2 separate regions of the Macaca mulatta genome follow, and region 1 is linked to region 2. Evidence: chromatin contacts called from public Hi-C data. All regions are on one chromosome and are shown on one strand. Each heading gives the region's core, a stretch centred on a gene start, on an enhancer-like site or on the middle of the called end of the contact. The rest is flanking DNA. Distances are from core to core; before and after follow the strand shown.

Region 1 (4,109 bases), core at 468-2,967, 220 kb after region 2:
TTTGATTCCCTTTTATTGACTGTTTACAGCTACAAAGAAAAAATTTTTCCATTAAGGGAAAACATTCTGGATTTTTTTTTCAATTCTTAACAGCAGATGCTTTGTTCAAATGGGCAAAAAAAAGAAAAAAGAAAAAAGAAAAATAATAATGCCATTGCTTCCTTTAAAGCTCTTTGGTGACTTCCCCTCAAGCCTGCTAGCCCAGGCGTTTTCTGCTGAAATACCTGCAAAACCCAATTTTAAAACTGTAACCTGACATTCTGGCCAAGAGACATTTAATCATGGATTCACTATCGCCACATGTGTGGCTTATAAACCTGTTCTGAGTCGAGCAGAGTGCTAAGCACTTCACATAGTCTCTGATCCTGGAAAGGATGCATTACTAATCCCGTTTGGTGGGTAAGGAAAAGGAGGACTGAAGGTGACGATGTGCCTCAAACCACAGCCAACGGTGGCCCCTGGACTCACAGCCTGCCCATTTCCCCACGGTTTTAATTTTCAACCAAGCTTCTTCGTTCCTACGTGTTCCTCTCCCCAGGACCTGGAGAGCGTGCTAGTTAGCAGCTAGGCGTGATGACTTTGCACCTTGAAAGCACTTTACTAAAACCAGGCCTTTTCCAGGTTGAGGGGAAGGGTGGCACCCCGGATTCAAGCAGGTGAGACCCAGGTAACCGGGGAGCGGCTCCTGGAGGCCTCTTGGACCCAGAAGCGCCGACTCTCACACACCTTGCCCGCAGTTCCTTCTCCGGGCACGGGTGGAGCGCAGCCAGGCCGCCCTGGCTGAGGCGGGCATGCCTTCCCAGGCAGCCCGGGATGCCCCGGACCCGCGGGCCCGAGGGTGGGGGCCCTGCAGGGCTCGGGGACTGCGGCGGGGAGCTCGGAGAGCGGAGCTGCCCCCGCCGCGCCACTTCAAGAACAAGTTGGTAAGGTCCGCGCCGGGGACCAAGGACCCCGGGCGGCGGCGGGCGGCGGTGGGCAGCGGGATCCCCACAGCTCGCCGCAGACCCCGACTCTGGCCAAAGTTGGCCGCGCTGCGGGGAAAGGACCAGGCCGGGGAACCCCGCGAGGGCCACGAGGCCGAGAGAGGGGAGGTCTTACAGAGGCCCAAGGTGGCCATCACCCATCTCCTCCGAGCCACCTAGGCGGGAACAAAGGGCTTCTGTCTCGGGCAGGGTTGGCCCGGCCGCGTCCGGCTTCGGAGCAAAGAAAGTTTTCCCGGGATGCGGATGCGGGAGCGGCGGGCGGGGCTCGGGCGCGGGATACCTGCGGCCGGAGCCGCCGCACAGGCCGCCTCACCTCCTCGATGGCCGCCACGGTGTTCCGGCACTGCGCCGTGCGGGTGGTGAAGCTGGAGGCCGTGGGCGCCTTGTAGTCCTCATGGGTCTCGGCCACGAATTCCGACACGGAGATCTGGTCCGGCATCGCCTCGGCGCGAGGGCGCTGGCGCACGGCCGCGTGGGCGCCGCCGCCTCAACCGCCGCCGCGGGCTCCGACCGCCGCTCGGACGCCGCCGCTGCCGCCGCCGCTCCGGCCCGCGGACAAAGGGGAGAGGCGGGCGCGGGAGCCGCGCGGGGCCTGGCGGCGGAGCAGAGGCGGCGCGCAGCCCCGCGCAGCTCGGCCGGTCCGCCTGCCTGCGCGCCGAGGGCTCCGCGTCCGCCGCCGCCGCCGCGTCCTCTCAGAGCGAGCCCCGAGGCGGGCGCGCACAGCCGGCGGGAACTACCCGCCACCCAGCCGCGGGCCCCGACGCCTCCCGCGGAGAGGGGCGGGTCCGGACCGGGGGCGGCGGCCGGCCGGGCGTGGGGCGGGGCGGCGGGAGGACCGGGCCGCCAATCGGCGCGCTCGCCGCTGCCGCGCCGCCGGGAAGCGGAGCCCGCAGGAAGGAAGGCGGCGCGCGCCCCGGCCCGCCGAGCCGTTCCTGGCCGCCGCGCGCCGCATTGTCTGGGCGTTCGGGGCCCCGCGCGCCGCACCCATACCCCGCCCCCGGCCGGCGAGGGTGCGTGTGGAGGCCCCGACTCCGACCCGCGGCCGGCGAGGGTGCGTGTGGAGGTGCGCTCGGCCGGAGTCCGGCCCTGTGCGCGCCAACCACCCCCCGCCCATGGCGTGGAGCACCTCTGGGCTCCCCACTTGAACGGCGGGCCGCGCCGGCCCATGAGGAAAGCGGGGTGCGGAGCTCGCCCCCTGCCGGAGGATGCGCTCCGCCCGCGGGCACCCTGTGGGGACCACAGCCGGACGCCAGAAGTGACCAAACCGTGAATGTGCGCGTTGCGTGCAGTCATTGCATCCTCGCAGCCCTAGGAGTCAGATGAAGAGATGGGTGCTTATTTCATATAGGGGACACAGTGTGCCCAAGAGCACAAGATAAGCGGCCGGGTGGGGATTTAAACCCATGTCCCCTGACTCTAGTGTGAGTGCTTTAGAACGGTGAGGGACCCCTGCTAAAAGTCCCAGTCGCGTTTCCTAAGCTGCCCAGTGATAGGTATTCTCGGTTATAGTTTTAGGGTACTAGGCCAGGACCCACCTGGGAAGGCTACTGAACGCCCTGTAGTGGTATTCCTGCAGGCAGGGGAGGGAACCGAGGGGGTGCAGGAGGAGGAGGAGGGGGAGAACGTGCAACAGCAGCCAGCCAACCTCACAAAAAACCGGCCACTAAAGGGTTCGAACTGGTACCGATTTTCATTTACAGCTCTTAAGGAAATTCTCGGTTATATTGAAAAATCCAGAAGCTCTGAAGATACCAAATAAAATCACACCCTATAACTCTACACCAGACTTGTGGCATGGTTTCTGTAGCTGCCAGCAGTAAAACCAAGAGAAACTTTACAAAAACCTTTTGTGCATCTGAAAAGGAGGAAGTGTGAGAGACATTGGAAATTCAATATGTCAGACAAAGCCGTCTCCTGACACTGCAGGACAGTGGACCAAACAATCTTTTTAAAGCTCCCATGTAAGAAGTTGCTATATGAGGTGGCAGCTTGGGTCAGACATTATGTATGGCCTTTGGTATTTTAGTAGCACTGCATGTAAAATTTAACTTTCTAAAATCGCTGTATTCGTGGATAGCTTTTATCATTGCACTAGACAACAAGTTACAATTTAAAAACTGTGTCTGTTTCTTCTGATATTATTTCATCCTTTTGGTATCTGAAGTTTTCCTCTATTGGAAGCCTTCTACAATTCATGTTTTGTGTTTATTATTTATATTAATACATCTTCTGCAACACCAGGCAGATTCTGTTCCCTCCTAGCTAGTTTCCCAGTCACAGTTTTTGACATCAGGGAATATCCTGAATAACTTTTCAAGTCTTGATTTGTAGAGGGCTGGTCTCCATGAGGCTGTGAGGGATCTAAGAAAGAAAGTCGGGTTTTTCCTTGATGTCTAGTACAGCATTAACCAGACTAATCAATACTTCTACAAGGACAAAGTTAAGCTTGGTATTCTGTGTTCTCTCTTTATGTGCAACTCCGGTTCTTGTTTCTTTTAGTTTAATTTTGCAGGTACCTTTAGTAGCCTCAAAAAAATAAAATTGCAAAGCTGTGTTGCATTGAAAGGCTGGTGGAAAACAAGTAGTTACCAAGTTCATTGGTGGCCTAAAGAGGATACCAAATTGATAGAATGCTAGAACCATTTATTCCTCTATCATCCCTTAGAAATCTAACTTGCCTATTGCATAAGCCTAGAATTAAAGCAAGACCAGAGCAAAACATTGCTAATGCCTTTCTGAGATTAATATAAGAATGAGTAGCTTCCAGTAAATAACAAAATTAAAGTTCAACATGGATCAAGGAAACACTACACATACTCATTTTTTTTAATGCATCAGGGGAAGAAGAGTATGCTGATAATGTCATTACAGGCCTATACTCCCTTATCCAGAATTATTAAATCTAAAAAGCCCTGAAAATGTAGCTTTACAAATAGTTCTTAATAGTAAAATTCAGCTGAAATGAACTGACGTGAGGCTATGTGTGGTCTTGTTTAACCTACTTCATGTGAATATGTATGTTTTGCTGCAAAATATAAACATGGTTGATTATGAAGTATTGCCCCAGACCTTACTGGGGGTAATTAGGAATATATGTTATATGCAATGTGTTACCTTTCTAAAATC
Region 2 (3,797 bases), core at 301-2,800:
GCACCTACCGCGATCTTTACTCTTCAAGTTTTATCTCATTTCCACATGAGAAAACAGGTTTAGTGAGGTTGTTGTCCTACTAAGTGGTCAAGTAGATAACGTACTTCAGGTCTGACTTCAAAGTAATGGTCTCCTATTATACCAAAGTATCTCTCCAATACTTCCCACTGTGCACTGTAATTCTCTCCATAAGGGCGAGAGCAATTAACTGGGCCCTCCTTTGCATCTGTATCCCCACGTGTGGTGCTTGACACTTGACACTTGCTAAAGAATTGAGTTAGCAGATCAAGCGACAGTGTTTGCTCATCACAGGAAGACATGACAGGTGTGATCTAAGCAGAAGGAAACGGACTATGTCCCAAGCAGGTGCTCAATGAAGCCTTACTGAACGAATGTGTAAAGGAGATACTTTCTACCTTTTGGAAAGCGTATATTCATGTTGTGCCAACTAACATCTAACAATAAACATGTTGTGGGTTCGAAATGCTCATCTGTAGGAATCCAAGTTCCTACATCTCCCCTTCAGCATCTTGCATCTCCCCTTCAGCAGCATTCCCGACTGATGAGGACCATGTCCACTGAAAGGCCACTCTCCTTACGGACAGTCGAGGGCTGAGTTTTTGTCCCTAACACCTCTGCACTTTCTCCTCTCCAGCTTTACACCTTCCTTATTCTACTAGGACCTGAGCTGAGAAGATCGAAACTCACGGCACGTCCCTAATATTTTCTAACTTCTGGCACATGTGAAGCCCTGGTGTTAGGAAACAGACTTAATTCTTCCCTGCACCGCTGTAGCCTCATTCAGGTCCTCCTCTCATCCTGTCGATCATAAGCGTCACCGGCTCTCTCACGGCTTGCCCTGACGCGCAGAGATCCGTGCTTGTGCTAAGTGAAAACGCTTTTTAGCGTGTACGAAAAGCGGCCGGTGGCCCCGGAAAACTTTTTTTTTTCCGACTCCAACATACCCTCCCCTGAAACTGATAAAGAAGCAAAATCCCGTTCACTCTAGCAGGCCCCTTCCAATCAGTGGTCCTCCAACCCCTCGAGCCTGAGAAGCCTGGCCCGCAAGCGCGGACCAAAGGCAGGCTGCCGGGGACGGTGGGAGCGCGGGCGACGGAGGAGGCCAAAGTCTCCGGTTATCCCTCGCACCCCTCACAGCCCTGGGCCTCATTCCCTCTCTCGCTGGTCTCTTACAGAGGTCGGATCAGCAGCTGGTCGCTCTCCTCAGCAGGAATCGCAGACATCCCGAAAGTGTGAGGGCGAAGCGGGGGCGGGGAACAGGTCGCCGGGGTCTTCCTAAATTGGAAGGTAAATAAAGAAAGAAGAACCCCATCCACCAAGAGCACAACTTCCGTCACTCCGGAGCCCGCGGCACTAGACTCCTCCCCTCGACTTCCGGTTGGGGGACGTCCCTTGCGAAGCTTCCCACCACTCGGGGTCCTGGAACCGGGGGCGGGACGTCAGGACTGCGCCTGCGCTTAGTCTCGGAGGCGGGGCCCGGCGGACGTGGGCAGGAGCGTTGGAAAAGCCGGCGCTGGAGCGGGAACGGGAGTAGCTGCCTGGGTGCCGGAGGCCGCGGCGCTCCCACGCGGACCCCGAAGCCCGCAACCGGAGGATGGGCCCGCGGCTGCGAGGTGAGCGCCCAGCCCTCGTCCCACTCGGGGCCGAGCTCGCGGAGGCCTGACGGGAACACGGCCCCGAGAGCGGCGCGGACGGCCGGGAAGGATGGGTGGGGCCGCAGGGAGGGCGGGGGAGGGATGCCTGGGCTCCGGCTGCGTTCTCTGCGGGTCCGCGCTCCCGGGGCGCGGGTGGAGGCGCCTGGAACCGCGGGTCGGGCGTGGGCGTTGTGGACTGTAGCTTCCGGAGCCGCTGCCAGCCGGGAGAGGAGGCAAGGCGGGCAGCGCGGGCCGTTTCCCTGCCTCTTCCTCTGCCTCGTTTCGGCCGCCTCCCGCCTCTCAGGGTCGGGGTTGTCTGTCCCCTTCGCTGTCACATCCTCCGCACCCAGTAGGTGGAAGGTGCTCCATCACGGTGACAGACAGGTGCCAAGCAGGCTGGCGTCTGGGAGGAACTTTGGAGCCGGCTCTCCCTAGGCCCTGAGCTTGGCCCCATCCGTCCTTACCCTGGTGACCCTGGGCAGGTCACTGACTCTTCGGGCGCTTTGGCATCCTCGTTTGAAAGGGGCTGTTATCCTTCAGGCTTGCTGGTCAGTGAGGGTGAGAGGGATCTGTGCACCTAGCACCGTGCATGGCACGTGGTAGGCGTTTGGTACTTGGGAATTGCTGTTGGGGTGTCACAGACACCCCAGAAAGTTCTCGGCTTCAGTAAGCGCGTCCCCTGCCAGGCGCCCTGGCTGTGCAGAGAGGAGTCCCTGAGCTCCGCCTTTGACCAGCGTGCAGCTGGGAGAGTGAGATCAGAGACCACAGCAGATCGTGGCGCTGTGATCAGGGGTACACTGAAGCTGTGGGTCCCTGAGCCCAGCCTTGAGATCCCAGGAAGGCCTGCAGCCTGAAAGGGACCTTGAAAGGTAAGAGGTAGCCAAGTGCCTGAAAGGTGAAGGGTGTCCCGGGCGCTGCAAAGCAGGGGCGACTGGAGCATCGCCCTGAGAACCACGAGCAGCTTTGCCTTGCTGAGATCAATGAACTGTGCCCGGGTTGTGGAGGATGGAAGTGGAAAGGTGGTTAGGAGCTGCGTCCTGGAGGACCTGGCGTGTCCTGCTGAAGAACGTTGACTTTGATCTCTGACTTTGGAGAACCAGTGAAAGATTTTCAGCAGGCTAGTGGCATTAGATTTATGTTTGAAAGAAATCATTTTAATCGTTTTGGCTGCAGTGTGGGGTGGATTTAAAATGTTAGGGAATCCAGTAGGACAAGGTCCCTTACCCACGCAATATCCTTGGGTTTGTGAATTCCTTAAATTCATGCCAAATTTTGTATGGATGTATATTTTTGTAGGGTGAGTATCCATCACATTGATCAGATTCTAAAAAAATGGTGTCTGTGCCCATGGTCTAGGATGACATGGGGCCTGGTGGAGAGCTGGCTCAGAGAGCTCTTCCGGTGGGGTATACAGTGGGTCTTGGTGCCAGATTGGATATGGGGCCTGAAGGACAGCAAGGAATTCATGATTTCCTGGCTTCCCCCAGCAATAATAGAATTTCCTAACGGGGAGAGAAGAGGAGAGGAGCAGATCTGGAGGGGAGGATGATGGTTTCAGCTTGAGACATCTTTGCATTTGACGAGCCTGCGGAGCATCCAGTCGCCAATCAGGATCGTTGGCCTCATTTTGATGCATGAGTAATTTTGAGGCAAAAACGATTTGCTTGAGAACATGCATCAAAATTGCAGCAGATATCAAAGACTTTAATAAATGCTGCTTTTTCCTAAGCCCCCGGGTTGATGATGAAAAGAAAGCCTTAAGGAGTTGCTGAGGCATTGTGGTGTCATGATTTTCATATCAAGGGATTTGAGGAGACACTTCAGGATTGCACTAACAGTAGAATCACATTTTGTTTTTAAAATGTTTTGATTTAAAATTTAAATCATATTTAAAATTGTTACCTTTATGTAAATATGTATTTATATATACTGAAGTATCTGATGCTTAAATACGTTATATACATCAACATTTTAACCCATCAGCGCCATTAACATGGCACTTTATGCTGCTACATTAACCTCGTTTTGTGCAGGCCTTGGAATAAGGCTCTCCTGCCGTCTCTCACTGACTAGTGTCCTGTGCTGGTAAGGTTCTCCTTTGCAGCAATCACCCGCAGTCGTCTTCCAACGCATCTCTCTCTT

Evidence for each region. A called contact is a pair of places that touch in the nucleus more often than the background predicts.
Region 1: a contact with region 2 is called in a Hi-C map of fetal cortex germinal zone, with 2.2 times the contacts expected there. The contact joins the promoter of ASAP2 here to the promoter of ITGB1BP1 in region 2. A contact is called at or near these places in 2 of 14 Hi-C or Micro-C datasets (fetal cortex germinal zone and fetal cortical plate).

Annotation. Positions count from the first base shown.
Region 1 is chr13:115,622,843-115,626,951 of T2T-MMU8v2.0, forward strand. ASAP2 (ArfGAP with SH3 domain, ankyrin repeat and PH domain 2) reads right to left here and starts at 1,718. Exons shown (of 27, transcript XM_077960160.1): 1 at 1,264-1,718. The coding sequence starts at 1,422.
Region 2 is chr13:115,402,636-115,406,432 of T2T-MMU8v2.0, forward strand. ITGB1BP1 (integrin subunit beta 1 binding protein 1) reads left to right here and starts at 1,551. Exons shown (of 9, transcript XM_028831987.2): 1 at 1,551-2,524. It overlaps CPSF3 (cleavage and polyadenylation specific factor 3), which reads right to left and starts at 1,376. Exons shown (of 20, transcript XR_013403070.1): 1 at 1,195-1,376.